Linked DNA regions of Mus musculus: region 1 is linked to region 2. The links are chromatin contacts, called in public Hi-C maps. All regions are on one chromosome and are shown on one strand. The core of a region is the stretch at or near the end of the contact, and the rest is flanking DNA. Distances in the headings are between cores, read along the strand shown. Region 1 holds the start of Wnt9b (wingless-type MMTV integration site family, member 9B). Region 2 holds the start of Arhgap27 (Rho GTPase activating protein 27).

Region 1 (6,974 bases), core at 704-3,203, 390 kb before region 2:
CCACTGTCCTGGCTGTTGGGATTCAAGATCATAGAATGAGCACTTTCTGTGCCTCATTCTCTAACCACCAAGGTCTGGGTTGAATCTTAAGGTTTCCTTCCAACCTTCTTCAAGTTCAGCCTGACAGCAACAGGCAGCTGTGTCACTTGGGGGACCGTTGTTCCCTCTTCCCATCATCTTGTCTTCTCTGTGCATATGTACTTGTGGGCTTTAGGACAGGAAGGGCAGTCGGAGCAACCCAAGGTGAACTCCCTCCCTCCTTCTCTGCCAACAGTAGGGTGCCAGTGGGTACTGCTGGGTGTTGCTGATATCTTCCTGTTAGCTTAGTCCTCAGCACTCTCTTGGACTCACACAGGTCCCTCTGAGCTCCCTTTGCCTCTGAGCCTCCTGGATCCCCCTGTCACACTTTTACAATAGAGGAGACAGAGCCAGATTCTGCCAGCTTGCTGAGATGACCGCACACATGTCTCCCCATGCTGTCATACACGTGACCATAACGATGGCTTAAAATCAGCCTTGGAGGGGACACTTACATCCACAGTCCAGAAACCAATGAACAAATCACAGAAATCACGCAGCAATCCCTCATCCCCCAGCAGAGTAAACATCAGCCCACGGTGCTGGGCTCCTGCCTGCAGGCATAACAACCCACACCTCACTACCTCCTCTCTGACATCTCATCTACACAAAAATCTTGTCAGTTCTTTGTCATCCTCCCTGTTTCACGTCTGGAATTCGTAGTTCACGTGGTTGAATTCCAGGTCTCTGAAGCCTATGTTGGGCCTTGCAGCCTCAGTAAACAGGACCACCAGATTTGATAGGACCACAGAGCTGTGGTAGCAAAGGGTCATGTGGCTACTGAGTTGCTCCACAGTGAAACAGCTCAAAGAGGCTCACCACCATAGCCAAGTTTCCTCTGTTGCAACAGCTTGATGTCAGAACTGGCATAAATCTTCCTCGTTCCAGGCCGATATCCTCCACAAAGCCAAGGTCACTGTCACCCAATGTTCTAACTCCATGTCTAGTTTCTTTCTTTTCCTTCCTTCCTTCCTGCCTCTCTTTGACATTTTGCACCAAGATTTGACATTCATTAAAGCCAGATTGTGGCTTTTTGCTTGATTTGGCTCAGTGTTCAAGATGCCCAAAGGCGTTTGAAAGCTCATTTGGTTGTATGTCTCCTTCCTAGACTGATGTCACCCCTGCTTCGTTGTAAGAATTGGAGTCAAACTTTTTTTTTTCTTAAAGCAACAGGCAGCATTGAGGCCCAACACTAAGGAGATTCACGTTTTATATGATGGAGATCTGGCTTCTATGCATCTAGGGAGTCCGCTTCCTCCTGCTTCTGTGGCTCTGCCTCACTCCTCAGACAGTGTAAATTTTTGACCAGTAATAGTGTTGTCGTCATACGAGAGCCCTTTACACCTCCGCCGATGGCTGTCAGTTTCGTGTTTAAGAGCAGGTACCCTCTGTATGAGGTTCTATGTCTAAGAGTCCTCCTAGCCAATGGACATGAATGTCTCCCGCTGTTGGGGAAGGACTCTGCGCAGGACCTCTCTCTCAGCCTTCGGAATCCCTGAGCAAAGAAAGCTGAACTCGCTCTACAGAATAGTGACGACCACGAACTTTTGCTATACAGAGATCGCGCACCCGAGCATCTCTCCCGGGAGAGGCGGCATCTCTGAGGCAGCACCTCCTAGGTCCCCAGAACCCCAATCCTCTCCAGGGCCAGGGTCCCACACGGTCCGCCTTCTTTGCTGGAGTGGGCGCGGCTCCAGGTGAGCACTCACCTGAGAAGGGGAGGGGCCTGCTGCTGACCCCTCCCACAACAGGGCGGGCAGAGTTCGGCGGAGCCTATGGGGCGAGGGGCTCGCCGGCTGCGAGGCTCCCTCCCCGGGCCGCTCGCGCTCCGCCCTACCGGGTTTAAAGCCCCGCGGGCGGCTGGTGGCGGCGCTACGAGCGCCTAGTGGCGCGAGGAGATGCGAGAGTGCACCGGCCGCCTGCACCATGCGCCCCGCGCCCGCGCTGGCCCTGGCTGCGCTCTGCCTGCTGGTGCTGCCTGCCGCTGCCGCCGCCGCCGCCTACTTCGGGTCAGTGCCGGTCGCGTCCCCTCGCTCCGTATGCCCTGCCCCCGGCTCGGGTCCCTGCGAGGCCTCGAACTCAGCCCTTTGCTCAGGTGGACCCCGATCGCTTTGAGGGCGCATTTCCCTCCCAAATCTCCATCCCTCGCTCTCTGTGCTCAGACTTAATCTCCCTTTCTCGAGTCTACCAAGTCTAGGTCCCTTGCGCTTCCCGGTTCCTCTGCCGGGCGGCTGTCAGACTGCAGACTGGAGCTCGGCTTGCGCAGGGGATCCTGACCTGACACCCCTGATACGCCCTTGTCCGCGCAGGTCCAAGCGTCGGTCCTGGGCTCTCATGTCCTCTTCAGATCTTTCTCGGTACCCTCTATGTCCCCATCCTGGACTCCGTCCAGCTACACTTTTTGCTTGCGATTTCAGTATCCTTTGCTTTCTCCCTGCAGAGCTGGGACCCGGACACCTGGCTGGGTAGAGGGATAGGTGGGTAGGGGTGGGGAGGAAGCTGAGAGTTTTGTTGATCCAAGGTTGTGGGAGATCCTGGGACCGCGGGGCACATTAGTTAGATGCTTAAAGAACTGTACGGTGAGGAAGTGCGACCAAATTAAACCCCAGAGGATAGGGTTTATGGGAAAGAGAGGGAGAGAGGCCCATCTGGGGGTGTCCATGGTTAGAAAAATAACAATAGCTTCTGGTGTGATACCTGGAGAGTGAGTCTCAAGGGAAATAATTGAGGGAAGCAAAATGGCATTTGTCTGCAAATGTCTTCACTGACTCTGGATTGAAGATACTTGGTGAGGGTTGGGCGTGGCGGTGATGGTAGGGATCATGGATTTTAAAAATCACCTCAACCCAAAGCAGGCTCCAAATGCTTAACTTTAAACATTGCCTTTTTCTTCCAGTTACATCCCTAGTCAGGCAAGGCTCACAATCCAAGCACAGCAGAGGCTGATCTCAGGAAACCACCATAGGGTGTGAGGGTCCAGGGGCAACCTCACCGGCTTGAATAAGGGATGTAGGCTAATTTCCAGGTCATGACCTCTGGCTAAAATGTACCTGAGTTATAAGCAGCAACCTCCCCAGAAGTATATGGGGAGGGATGGTCAGTCTCAGTCCTAGTGGAGGTCCCTGCTGATGATCTGGGAGGACCATTCAGTTCCTGGGGACTCAGTATCTCCGTTTGACCCGCGCCCAGAACAGCAGACATGTTCATTGCCAAGAACTTGCCCCAGTGGACACGACTCAAGGGAGAGGACACAAGCTCTGAGTTCAGTCCTGCCACTTTCACGGCACTGCGTGTCTGGCCTGTAGAATGTGGATAAGAGTGTCTGAGGGGAGCGCATAGAAAGCTCTTAGAACAGTGGCTAGCATGTAGTAAAAACTCAGGTAATGCTATTGAGGATGACGGTAGAGGAAACCAAGAGGGTTCTGGGTATCCCAGACTCAAGTGTCTCTCTGAGCTGGAATAGAGGAGCAACTGACCCCAGACTGTTTCCACGATTCTTTTCTTTCTTTGGGTTTTATGGTTGGAGACAGGAGTGAAGGTCCGATGATGTGGGAAGAGAAGGGTTCCAGGAGGCCTGGACCACACTGGCTGGTATGCTGGAAGGGAACAGATTTGGGGCCTGGGGAGCAAGGGACAATCTTGAAAGTAACAGGGGAGATGGTTAGTTATGGAGAGAGAGAGAGAGAGAGAGAGAGAGAGAGAGAGCTTGATTTTGGGGTCCTTCCTTGAAAGAGCTGAAAAGATACACATACAGGCTTCATGCTGTTAACTGTTTGGGCTCAGGGAACGGGCAGGACTCATCAGGGCAAACTCTCATGTGACTTAGGTGGCCCAGGTTTCCTAGCCTAGCACCAGTGTTTGCTTCCAGCCATCCACACTTCAGTGAGACCATGAAGCAGTGTGCTTATCCCTCCTTAGGTCACTCGCCTTTGAAGTCTCATTTCTAAGTATAACATGAAATGCTTTCTTTTATTTCCTGATGAAAGGAAATTCAGAGATCAGGAGAACAGGTGACAGCAATTTTGGTACCAATCTCGTTGGGATCTTTGCAGTCAAAGACTTCAGAGTGAGGAATGACCAACCCCCTGCTTCAAAAAAGGTCACATCTTATCCCCATTTTTCAGATCCCACGTGTCCCCCTCCCAAGCCACAGGGAGCAAGCAGTGGCTTTTGCTGCCTACAGCCTGGTTCAGTGGGTGGCCATGGTGACTTTACAAAGCAGAGCAGATGTCTATAAATCCCTCCCGCACAAAGCCCCTTCCCTCAGAGGCCCCTCAAAGCAATTTCTGAGGTAGGTTAAAAAAAAAAAAACAGCCAGAAAGGTCCAGAGGGTCACTTGGTGTTACACAGCAAATTGGTGAGGGGCAAGATAGAAGCCAGGCCTTGTGTGTTCTCCATCCTGTATAGGGAACAGCCTCATAAGGTGTCCTTGTGTTATGCCTGAGGGAGGCAGCGGCTGCAGTGGGTGGGCCTTAGAGAGTGGCCTCCTTCTCCTGCTTGATGAATTCTCTCAGACCCTCTTGGCCATAGTGAGAGAGGCCACACCTTCCTCAACAGTGAGACGGGCAGAATTCCATGCACCTTCTAGTCCATCAGGTGGGTTCCTAAAGGACAGCAGTGGGACAGGAAGTGGCTGGAACAAGCTTACCCTGAGCACTTAGTACATCATAGGCACCCTGCTGGACCGTTCACTGCCCAGTCTGCACACCTGCCCTTTAGATGGGCATTGTCATCAGTGACAAGGTCCTGATGTCCTTTATCATCGGTCCCAGCAAGAATAAAACATCTGCCTGGAGTCACATAGCCAGCAGCAGGCAAAGCTAGGATTCAGACCTGAGACTCAAAGGCTCTGCTTTCATAGTCTTTTTCTGATCTGACCCCAGAGAAGAGAGGAAGCCAGTGCAGAGGCTGCACGCTTGCAAAGGACCACCAAAGCCAACCACACGTTAGAGAGCTGTATCCACGAGGTAGGGAGATGGCTGGCTCTTCAGTAAAGTTCTTGCCTTGCAAGCATGAGAACCTGAGCTTGAACCTCAGCACTCATGTAAAAAGGCCATGTGTGCTGGCATGTCCCATCCGTGTTGGACAGGCTGAGACAGGAGGCTTCTGGTCTCACAGAGCCAGCTAGTCTAACCTAACTTCAGGCCAATGAAAGGCCATATCTCAAAGATGAACAGTGTTCTTAAGGACAGCACCCACAGTCATCCCTCTGTAAATGAGCATGCACAGGAGCAACTGCTAGTGACAAAGATCCCGGGTGACTTCAGGACTGAGTTGGGTGACATGACCTAACATGTGCAGAACCCATGAGGTAGAAGCAGTATGCTTGTCTGTCAATCCAGTCTAAGGTACAACACCATTAGGTAAACCCGAACTTCCAGGTTTGTCAGGGAGGGGAGACTTGGAATCTCTAGGTGCTAAGGACTCTGTAGACAAGCGACTTGATCAAAATGGTACAATGGACATCTCAGAGCCAGGACTAACTTGGCCTCTGAGCTCTGTCCTTCCCCGATTGTCACAGCACCCTGGGAAAGCCTGACTGATCAGCAGTGGGCCAGTTTAAAGGTTCTTTTTCTGCTGGGCTGTCCAGGTACTGCCTTTGTGGGTCTATGGAATAAATAAAATACCACCTGTATTTCCCCTCCAAGTTCCCATTACATATATGCTACACTCATTTTAAAAACACTGTCAAGGTCTTTCAAATCGTTACACTTTTATAATCACTTTGAGTGACCACAATTACTATATATTTGTTGATCATGTTTATTGAGGTCCAGCAGTATTGTTATATATGTCAATAGCTCTTTCCTCTTTATTCCTGAGTTGTATTCTATTATATGGGCATGCCACAGATTTTTTACTGACTCCCCAATTAATGGATGTTTGAGTTAGTTCTAGTTTTTAGCTATTACCAACATGGCTGGTGTGAGCATCTGTGTATACCCCTTTTGTAGACTGTATGTATGTTCCCTTGCTCTTTGGTAACTGTCTGGGGGACTGGATTGTTGAATTGCCTAGTAGGAATATTTTTAATTTGTAGGGGATCGGGGCGCAGTTTCCAACATGACTATGCCATTTGCATAGGATTGTATGGGCGTTCTAGTCGCTCCATATTGCCAGCCTTCATCAGTCTCAATTGTTGCTATCTTATTGGGTCTGTACTGATGTCTCATTGTGTTGTCCCGTTGGTGAATGGTGTGTTGAACATTTATTCATATGATCATTAGAATATGTATTTTTTAAATTGGTTTGTTTTTCTATCAACCAAGTCTAGGTGTTCTTCGACACCTACTGCACTGTCAGCTTTTTCTCATATGCCTTTTCTTCCTATGTTCTCTTCAGATGCTCCACAAACTCCTCCTTTACACTTAAATCTATGAATTAGGGTGCCCCATGTGAGGTAGGGATCCAGGCACACTACTTCACTACTTCCCATGTGGGTCTTTATAGTAAGTCAGAGGCGAAGTACCACAAATTCCCTAACTTCATCTTTCTTTTCAAAGGTTGCTCTAGCTACTCGGGTTCTTTGTGTTTTCACACGTATAGATTAGCATCAGCTTGTCAACATCTATGCAAAAGCCTGCTTGGATGTTTACTGTGACTGTCCTGAGTCTAGAAGTCAGTGCACAAAGGACTGAGTAGGCTGCTTCATGAACAATCCTGTCCATCTGCGTGGGGCTTTAATTTTGTACTTCTCAGTGTATATCTATCTTACAATGTTCTCTTATGTGGGGAACAGGGGTGTAGGGTTGAGATAGGGTCTCAGGTAGCCTAGGCTGCCTTCAAACTTACTGTATCCCTAAGTTTGTCATTAAAATTCTGCCTCCTAGCCTCCTACTCCCCAAGTGTGTGGATGGAAAACCAGTACCACCATGCCTGGTTTAGGTCTTACAGAT
Region 2 (7,221 bases), core at 2,229-4,728:
GCACTGGCAAAGAGTGACATGGGACATCAGTGGGCATGGGGTTCACTTAAGGATTCAGTATCTGACCTGCTTTCCAAGGGATTAGGAGGGTAGCACATGTGGGCGCCAGCTGCTGACAACTCAGCCTCTCTGGGTTCTGTCCATGGCACCAGCAACCCCCGATGCTCTCTCCTCAGGTGTGCTGAATGCAGAACTGTCTTCCATCAGAGCTGCCAGGCTGTGGTGAGGAAGGGCTGTCCCCGATGTGCCCGCCGGCGCAAGTACCAGGAACAGAACGTTGTCAGTTAACCCCGCTGTCCCAACTTTCTGGGGCCATCCATCTGGGTCTGTCATTGGCCTAGGCTTCCTCTTCTCCCTATAAGGAAGACTCTCGGGTGTGCCCAGAGCTCCAGCCTACCGAGAAGGCGCAGGAAGTCCCAGTGATGCCCGAGGCCCCTCACAACCCTTCTGCTCCAAGAGGGGATCCAGCAGGTGCCTCTGCCCAGGGCCTGGCTTCCCCGGCTGTCATGGCTCCTCCGTTAGGGCTGTTCATGTGTACACTGTGGGAACGAAGCCTGGTGAGCATTGCCACCATGCTCCTGAGTAAAGGTCTAGTTTTTTTAAGGCAGGTTTTTTCCCCCTTCATAGTTAAACAGAAAATATTTTTTTATTCTTGACCTACCCAAGTCACCCAAGAAATACAACCCTTCGCCCGACCAGATGGGTGAGAGCAGCCCCAGCCCAGGCAGGCATGGAGCTGGGTGGACAGGCCTCTGCTGGGTTAGCCTATCTGGACTGGGTGCTTTGCCTCTGCCCTTTCTGGCACATACTGCCAAGAGTGCAAGTGTCATGTGCCAAATGGCCTGTCATTGTGAGGCTGGGTTCTGTGGCCACCTTTCCCTCCACTCCTCACGTTCTCACCTGTAAAGCGTCCCTCCCTCTGTTGGAGCTCTTGGCTTACCTAATAGCTGTGAGTACAGCACAGCAGGAGCAGGGGGTGACCAGCACCAGCACTGTCAGCACTTTGAGCCTTCCCTGCTCAGGAAGGCCATGACCTTGCCCACCTCATCCCCATGCCCCCTTACCCTGCAGGGTAGAGTAGGCTAGAAACCAGAGAGCTCCAAGCTCCATCTGTGGAGAGGTGCCATCCTTGGGCTGCAGAGAGAGGAGAATTTGCCCCAAAGCTGCCTGCAGAGCTTCACCACCCTTAGTCTCACAAAGCCTTGAGTTCATAGCATTTCTTGAGTTTTCACCCTGCCCAGCAGGACACTGCAGCACCCAAAGGGCTTCCCAGGAGTAGGGTTGCCCTCAAGAGGCTCTTGGGTCTGATGGCCACATCCTGGAATTGTTTTCAAGTTGATGGTCACAGCCCTGAGGCATGTAGGGGCGTGGGGATGCGCTCTGCTCTGCTCTCCTCTCCTGAACCCCTGAACCCTCTGGCTACCCCAGAGCACTTAGAGCCAGGGGCCTCAGGTGGAATGGAGGGTCTCCCTGGAAATGTGCCTGTCCTGTCTAGAGGAGGTTACCCCACCCTCCCTGAGGTGAATGAGCTGAGTCACCTGAAGCTTGAATTGTGCAATAAAACATAGGAGTAGGAAGGCAGATGGCAGAGGCTGCCAAGAGTTCATCTGTCCGTCATGGAAGACAGCGCTCACCAGTGGTTGAAACACCAAAGCCCCCAGAACCACCCAGTGTATCTCTATCTGCACCCCCGAGCTAGCATTAACACGTCCCCCAAACTACAACCTGATCAGAGCCTCCTTTCCTTGTTTTGGGATCCTGAATGGGCAAGAGTCTGTCCCCTGTGGGCCTGTCACATGAGGGTATTCCAGAACCTGTCTAGGAGATGGAGCCCTCCCAGTGTCTGGGCTGCGAGCATAAGAGCTGGCCCTGTCCTTGACTAAGCGACTGACTGACTGCTCAAGTGAGAGACTTGCCCCCACCAGAAGAGTGCTCACGTGAACCTCAGCAGTGCCCACACTATTGGAAAAAATGCTATTTTATGCAATATTCTGACAAGTGAGCCTTGGCAGTGCAGAGGAGAAACTGCTGCTGTGTGGTATTTGAGTGATTTTGCAGTAAAGAGCTGGCCTTTCTAAGCAGTCTTGTTTCTGAATCTCAATCATTTGGCTCTGGGGAAACACTACCTGGCTCCCCTTAGTCCTATGCACTGAGCATTTCAGGGTCCATGGAGCACACTTGCCTGACCAAGCAGCGAGGGAGAAGAGGTAAGTGAGGGAATGTAGGCTGCGGGCGCAGGTGGGTGCCTTTCTCTCTCTCTCTCTCTCTCTCTCTCTCTCTCTCTCTCTCTCTCTCTCTCTCTCAAACACACACACACACACACACCCTGTAAAAGCAGGACTCTGGGCATGGAGAGAGGCAAACAAGGAAACCGGGCCCTGGCACCTACACTCACGGATTAAAGACTCCAGAGGCCTGTCTACTGCTAGCCTTCCCCAGGAGCTCCAGGAGAAGCCCCCACCCCCACCAAACACCCCCACCCCCCACTGCCCCTGTTAGGACAAAAGAAGGAAACAGATTAATTCCTAGGGAAACCAGGTTGCAGAAAAATGGGACAGAAAAAGACAACATCCAGGGCTTCGTTTCCTGGCCTTGAGCGCCCTCAGCCAGTGGGTGGGTGCTCCTTGGCCATCTTTGAGGCAGGTTCTCAGGGCTCAGAGCAAAGGGAGAGGAACTGGATTTGGAGGTTGGGGGTGGCAGGCCCGGGGGAGGCGCCTGGCACTTGCGCTGCTGCTGCTGCTGTCTTTGGTTGTCTTTCCACCTTCAGCACAGTGCCTCTGAGGGCAGTTTCCCCTTTCCCCTGTCTAGAGGGGGATGGGCAAACTGGAGTTCTCATCCCCAGAAAGTGCCTCCTATAATGAAAGGAACAGGTTAATAAAATACATGCGCTCACCATCGTTGTGTTTAGTGTCTATTTCGTTTAACCGTCCCCACAAGCATGTAATGGGAGTAAATTGAGACTCATGGGTACTCCCATGTCTATACAGGCTAGCTTGTGGCACAGTTGGGCATCAGGTTGCTGTATGGACAAGGACCTGGCTGGCTGGCAGAGTGACTAGGGCAACTAGGAAAGGACAAAGGTAGAGTGGAGGGAAAGAGCTCACCCCTTCATTTTGTGCCTTCCCTAATGGATCCTAAGATACCCACCTCAGTGTGGACTTGTTAGTGGACAAAACTAGTCAAGTCAAAATATGGAAAAAGGAATTGGTGGAGGGCTGTCCAGCTGAACCCTTAGCCCTGCGACACTAGAGGAACATCGGCCTAGTGGGGGTGGGGGGCTCCCTTCTCTGCTCAGCGGCCCCTAATGGAGCATCTAGTTGAACCCCACTCTTTCTTGGAAGCCAGAGAAAATAAAAACTGGGTCTTGCCTTTGTCAGAAGTGTTCACAGGCACACCTCAGAGTGCTAAGGCTGCTTTCCCAAGAGGCAGGTAGTTTCCAAAATGGGAGGATCCCGCAACTGCACTTCGGCCGCCTGCAGAGTGGCCGGTGACTTCCTCCGACAAGGATGAGGGTCAGTGGGAGTCTAATCTGGTCAGAAGCTGAGAGAAACTGCCTCCCCCGCAGATCTCCATCCAGGCCCTGCCACCGCCTCCTCCCCGGAGACAGTCAGGTGTGGCCCAGGATCCTGGGGAAGAGGGGGGAGGGTGGCGTCTCTGCTCCTAGAGCGCTGGCCCGGCCCAGAGGGGACAGGAAGCCAGGACACCGGGGATTGTCTCTTGCAAGCACAGCCCAGTCCCGGCTTGGGAGGAAGTTCTGCCGAGCGCTCTCCGCCGGTTATATTGTTGAACAGGAAACAGGGCATCGCCGGAGCAGGGCTGTGGAGCAGGCAGCTCCGGACGCGGACCCCACGCGCGTCTGCCGGGACAAGTGGAAGCTAGGCCAGCGGGCGAAAGTTCTAAGGTGCCCGGGCCGGGCTGGACTGAGGGGGGAATGGCGTTGGGGAGGATGGCGCTGAGTATTGGGAGGGCGGGAAAGGTGCCCCCAGGTGGCCGTCCCCACCCTAGAGCCCCGCGCACCGCCTGCCCTTCTCGCTGCACTGGGGCTAGAGCAGTGCGAACCTGGAGGAGGGCCCGGAGGCCCAAACCCCGGGGAGGAGCTTTAGGTGTAGGGCTGCCTTCTGTCTGGGGGCGAGAGGTGAACCAGCCGAAGTCCCCCAGTGCTGACTTAGATATTGGTGACGCTATAGCTAGGGACGACCGGGAGCAGAAGATACAGGAGACCTACTGGCTAAGGGCGCCTTCCTCACCGCTCTCGCATCCCTCCCCTTCTCTTCGCTCACCCCAGATAATGGAAGGATCTGAGGCACAGGTCCTCTTGTCACACAACCGGAGACACAGCACTCCCCTGTCTGTGAGCGTCCCTGCAAAGGGACTCTAGTTTTTCCAGGCCCGGACAGGCTGCTCCCAGAGAGAGCCTCAGAGGGCGGAGGTGCTCCCGGAATGGGTAGTGCTCTTAATCTTGCTGTGAAGGGCTCACAGTTCGTGATTCAGGGAGCAAAAGGCCCCGCTCGGAATGTGCATGCCAGGACAAGACAGCCAACTCCGCCGGGCATTCCCAGAGCATCGCGCCCGCGGAACGCCAGGTCCTCTAGGACAACAAACCCCTCTGAGCGTTGAGGGGGTGGGGGGGAGCAGGGCCTACTGACTCTTGGGCTCTGCTCGCCTATCCATCAGCACCCCTTCCACTCAGCCCCTTCCCCATGCCTTTTTTTTTTTTCCTGGAGACCTCAAGGGCTCCAGCACAGACATTATGGCTTCTCCGCATCCTCTCAGACAAGCTGTATTGGGGACTAGGAACAGCCCTACTAAGTGTCGGTCTCCGCCTCTCCTCCCAGTGTCTCCTGTTTCGCGCTGTTTCTTCAGTCTCGGTCCTTGGAAGTCCCTCCCACAGATATGGTAGAGGCCTAGTCTGCTTCCCTCCGTCAGCCCCGCCCATGGGCAGCCTGAGATCCTCCCAGCTAACGTGAGTGCACGGTTGGGGTCCTGGGAAAGGGGGCGTAACCCAAGGGTACACACTTCTAGGATTCTGCTCGGCCAGCTCTGGTCTGCCATTTTACCATCTCTCGGGTCAGGATGCTCAGTGACTAAGTTTACACCCCTTCCATCATCAAGGAACTCTTGAAAAAAGAAATCAGCCTTAGCAAGACGGTGGACACCCCGCTGCTGGTCCCCAGGCCACCTTGTAGGGCAATAAACGGAGTGGTCATTGTAAGGTTTTGGAGTGACCAGTACTTCCGGAGTAGGCCACCTGCTTCACTTTGTTGAAGACACACAGTTGGGATTGTTCACGCGCGCACACACACACACACACACCAGGCACCAGACAAAACTAGCATTGGTGGGGGGGGGGGGGGTCGCGTTATAATGATCACTCCAAAGAGATTTAGAGGACCCTGGTGACACTGTTGCAATGCATTCCCTAGAAGCTACCCCCCCCCCCCCGGACAGGCACTCCTTGTAGGGAAGGACCCCTAGGCAGGTGAAGAGACCAGGAAGCCTCTTAAGAGGCTGCCGAAGAGCTGGCGTGCAGGGGGCGGTGCTGGCCCTAATGGGCGGGCCAGACTTCACGGTTCACGTGTGCGACGAAGCCACTGGGAAAGGGAAGAGAAACCCAGAGAACCGGTTCTCCAACCTTAGCTGTCCAAGCCCCTACGTCAAAATCACCGGATTAAATAAGACAGGGACACTTCTAAGGTAGAACAACTTGGGGGCTGCCCTAGAGCCTGCGCCCCGTCGTTAATCTCGCCCACCTAGAGGGCAAACTCCTAAAGGGAGGGGGTACTTAAGAGCTTTCCACGGATTCCCTGCAGGCTGGAGGCGTCAGGGTGTGGCGAGACGGGGGGCAGAAGAGCGACGGGAAAGGGGCCTTAATTCCCAATTCGCCAACCGGGAAGATGAGGTTCCCCTAACCTTCAGGCAAATGTGCTATCTATCTTGCAGTCACCGCAAATCTTTAAGCCAAGGTTTCCCCCAGAGTAAAGTTGGATTCCTATATCACCCTCAAGTTCTCACCAAGGGATGACAGGGAGACACATATCTCACAATCAACGACACAGAATGGAATCTTAAGCATGGGAACTTTGAAGATGATTTTATCCACGTCCCCATTTCAGAGAAGGAAAAACTGAAGCCCGAATGCAGTGGGCGTGGGCAGGAGCGGGACTCGAACCCTTGTCTTTGAGCCCCGGACTCCATGCTCTTCCCCGCTGCGCAGTCCTGACCTTGGCGGCTCCTTTTCTTGTTGCCTGCAGAAAAGCGCGGTGGTCGCGATGGCGGCGGACGTCGAGGGGGACGTGTACGTGCTGGTGGAACACCCCTTCGAGTACACCGGCAAAGACGGGCGCCGCATCGCCATCCAACCGAACGAGCGTTACCGACTGCTGCGCCGCAGCACCGAGCACTGGTGGCACGTGCGGCGGGAGCCCGGGGGTCGCCCCTTCTACCTCCCCGCGCAGTACGTACGCGAGCTGCCCGCGCTCGGCGACCCTGCCCCGGCCCCGCAGCCTTCCGTACCGCAGCAGCGCCCCGCAGTCCCGGAACCTCTGGCCTACGACTACCGCTTCGTGAGCACCCCGGTGGGCGCCGATGGGTCCTCTGCCGAGCCCCGGGGCCGCGCCAGCTCCCTGTGTGGCCCTGCACGACAGCGCACCGGTGGCCAGCGCAACAGCCTGGCTCCGGGAGGGCCCGCCTGCCTTTACGTGCGGCCCGCGGCGCCTGTGCGACCGGCGCAGTCCCTGGATGACTTGGCGCGCGGCGGTACCGCGCCCCCTGCCGGCCTCCTCGGCAGCGCGGGCCACTTCAAGGCCTCCAGCGTGGCGGGCTCCTGGGTTTGTCCCCGGCCCCTGGCGCCTAGCGACTCGGAGAATGTCTACGAGGCCATTCCGGACTTGCGCTGCCCTCCGCGGGCAGAGAGCCCAAAGCAGGTAGGTCGCTGCGAGCGAGGGGGCCGGAGGGAGGTCACAGTCCAGCAGAGTCTAGATGCTTTTTTTTTTTTTAACTGAGGCCACTGGATGTCCCTCCACCTCACTTATTAAGTATTCACGTTTTCATGCAAAATGCAAATGAGCTTGATTACTACAGAGTTCTGCCCCAAAGCCCGCGGGGATGTTAACTAACCTATGTCCGAATAACGGATGCATGCGCCGAATAACGTTCCTAAAACGCCACCTGCTCGGTAAGGAACAGTTTGGAGAGGTGGACTCTCTTCTTCCCTAGAAACTT

The links. Hi-C and Micro-C count contacts between places; a contact is called where the count stands out from the background.
Region 1: a contact with region 2 is called in a Hi-C map of ventral hippocampal neurons, with 1.6 times the contacts expected there. The contact joins the promoter of Wnt9b here to the promoter of Arhgap27 in region 2. A contact is called at or near these places in 4 of 39 promoter capture datasets (the 3T3-L1 cell line, cranial neural crest, embryonic stem cells and 1 more), 1 of 15 datasets of contacts at CTCF or cohesin (embryonic stem cells), 10 of 484 Hi-C or Micro-C datasets (the C2C12 cell line, the HL-1 cell line, Sertoli cells and 6 more), 2 of 115 datasets of contacts at active chromatin or transcription factors (astrocytes and embryonic stem cells) and 1 of 9 other capture datasets (embryonic stem cells).

Annotation. Positions count from the first base shown.
Region 1 is chr11:103,744,800-103,751,773 of GRCm38.p6, reverse strand. It overlaps Wnt9b (wingless-type MMTV integration site family, member 9B), which reads left to right and starts at 1,953. Exons shown (of 4, transcript NM_011719.4): 1 at 1,953-2,087. The coding sequence starts at 2,005.
Region 2 is chr11:103,359,949-103,367,169 of GRCm38.p6, reverse strand. It overlaps Arhgap27 (Rho GTPase activating protein 27), which reads left to right and starts at 3,478. Exons shown (of 18, transcript NM_001205236.1): 1 at 3,478-3,901; 2 at 4,836-4,963; 3 at 6,252-6,923. The coding sequence starts at 6,270. Plekhm1 (pleckstrin homology domain containing, family M (with RUN domain) member 1) reads left to right here. Exons shown (of 12, transcript NM_183034.2): 12 at 177-2,895. The coding sequence ends at 288.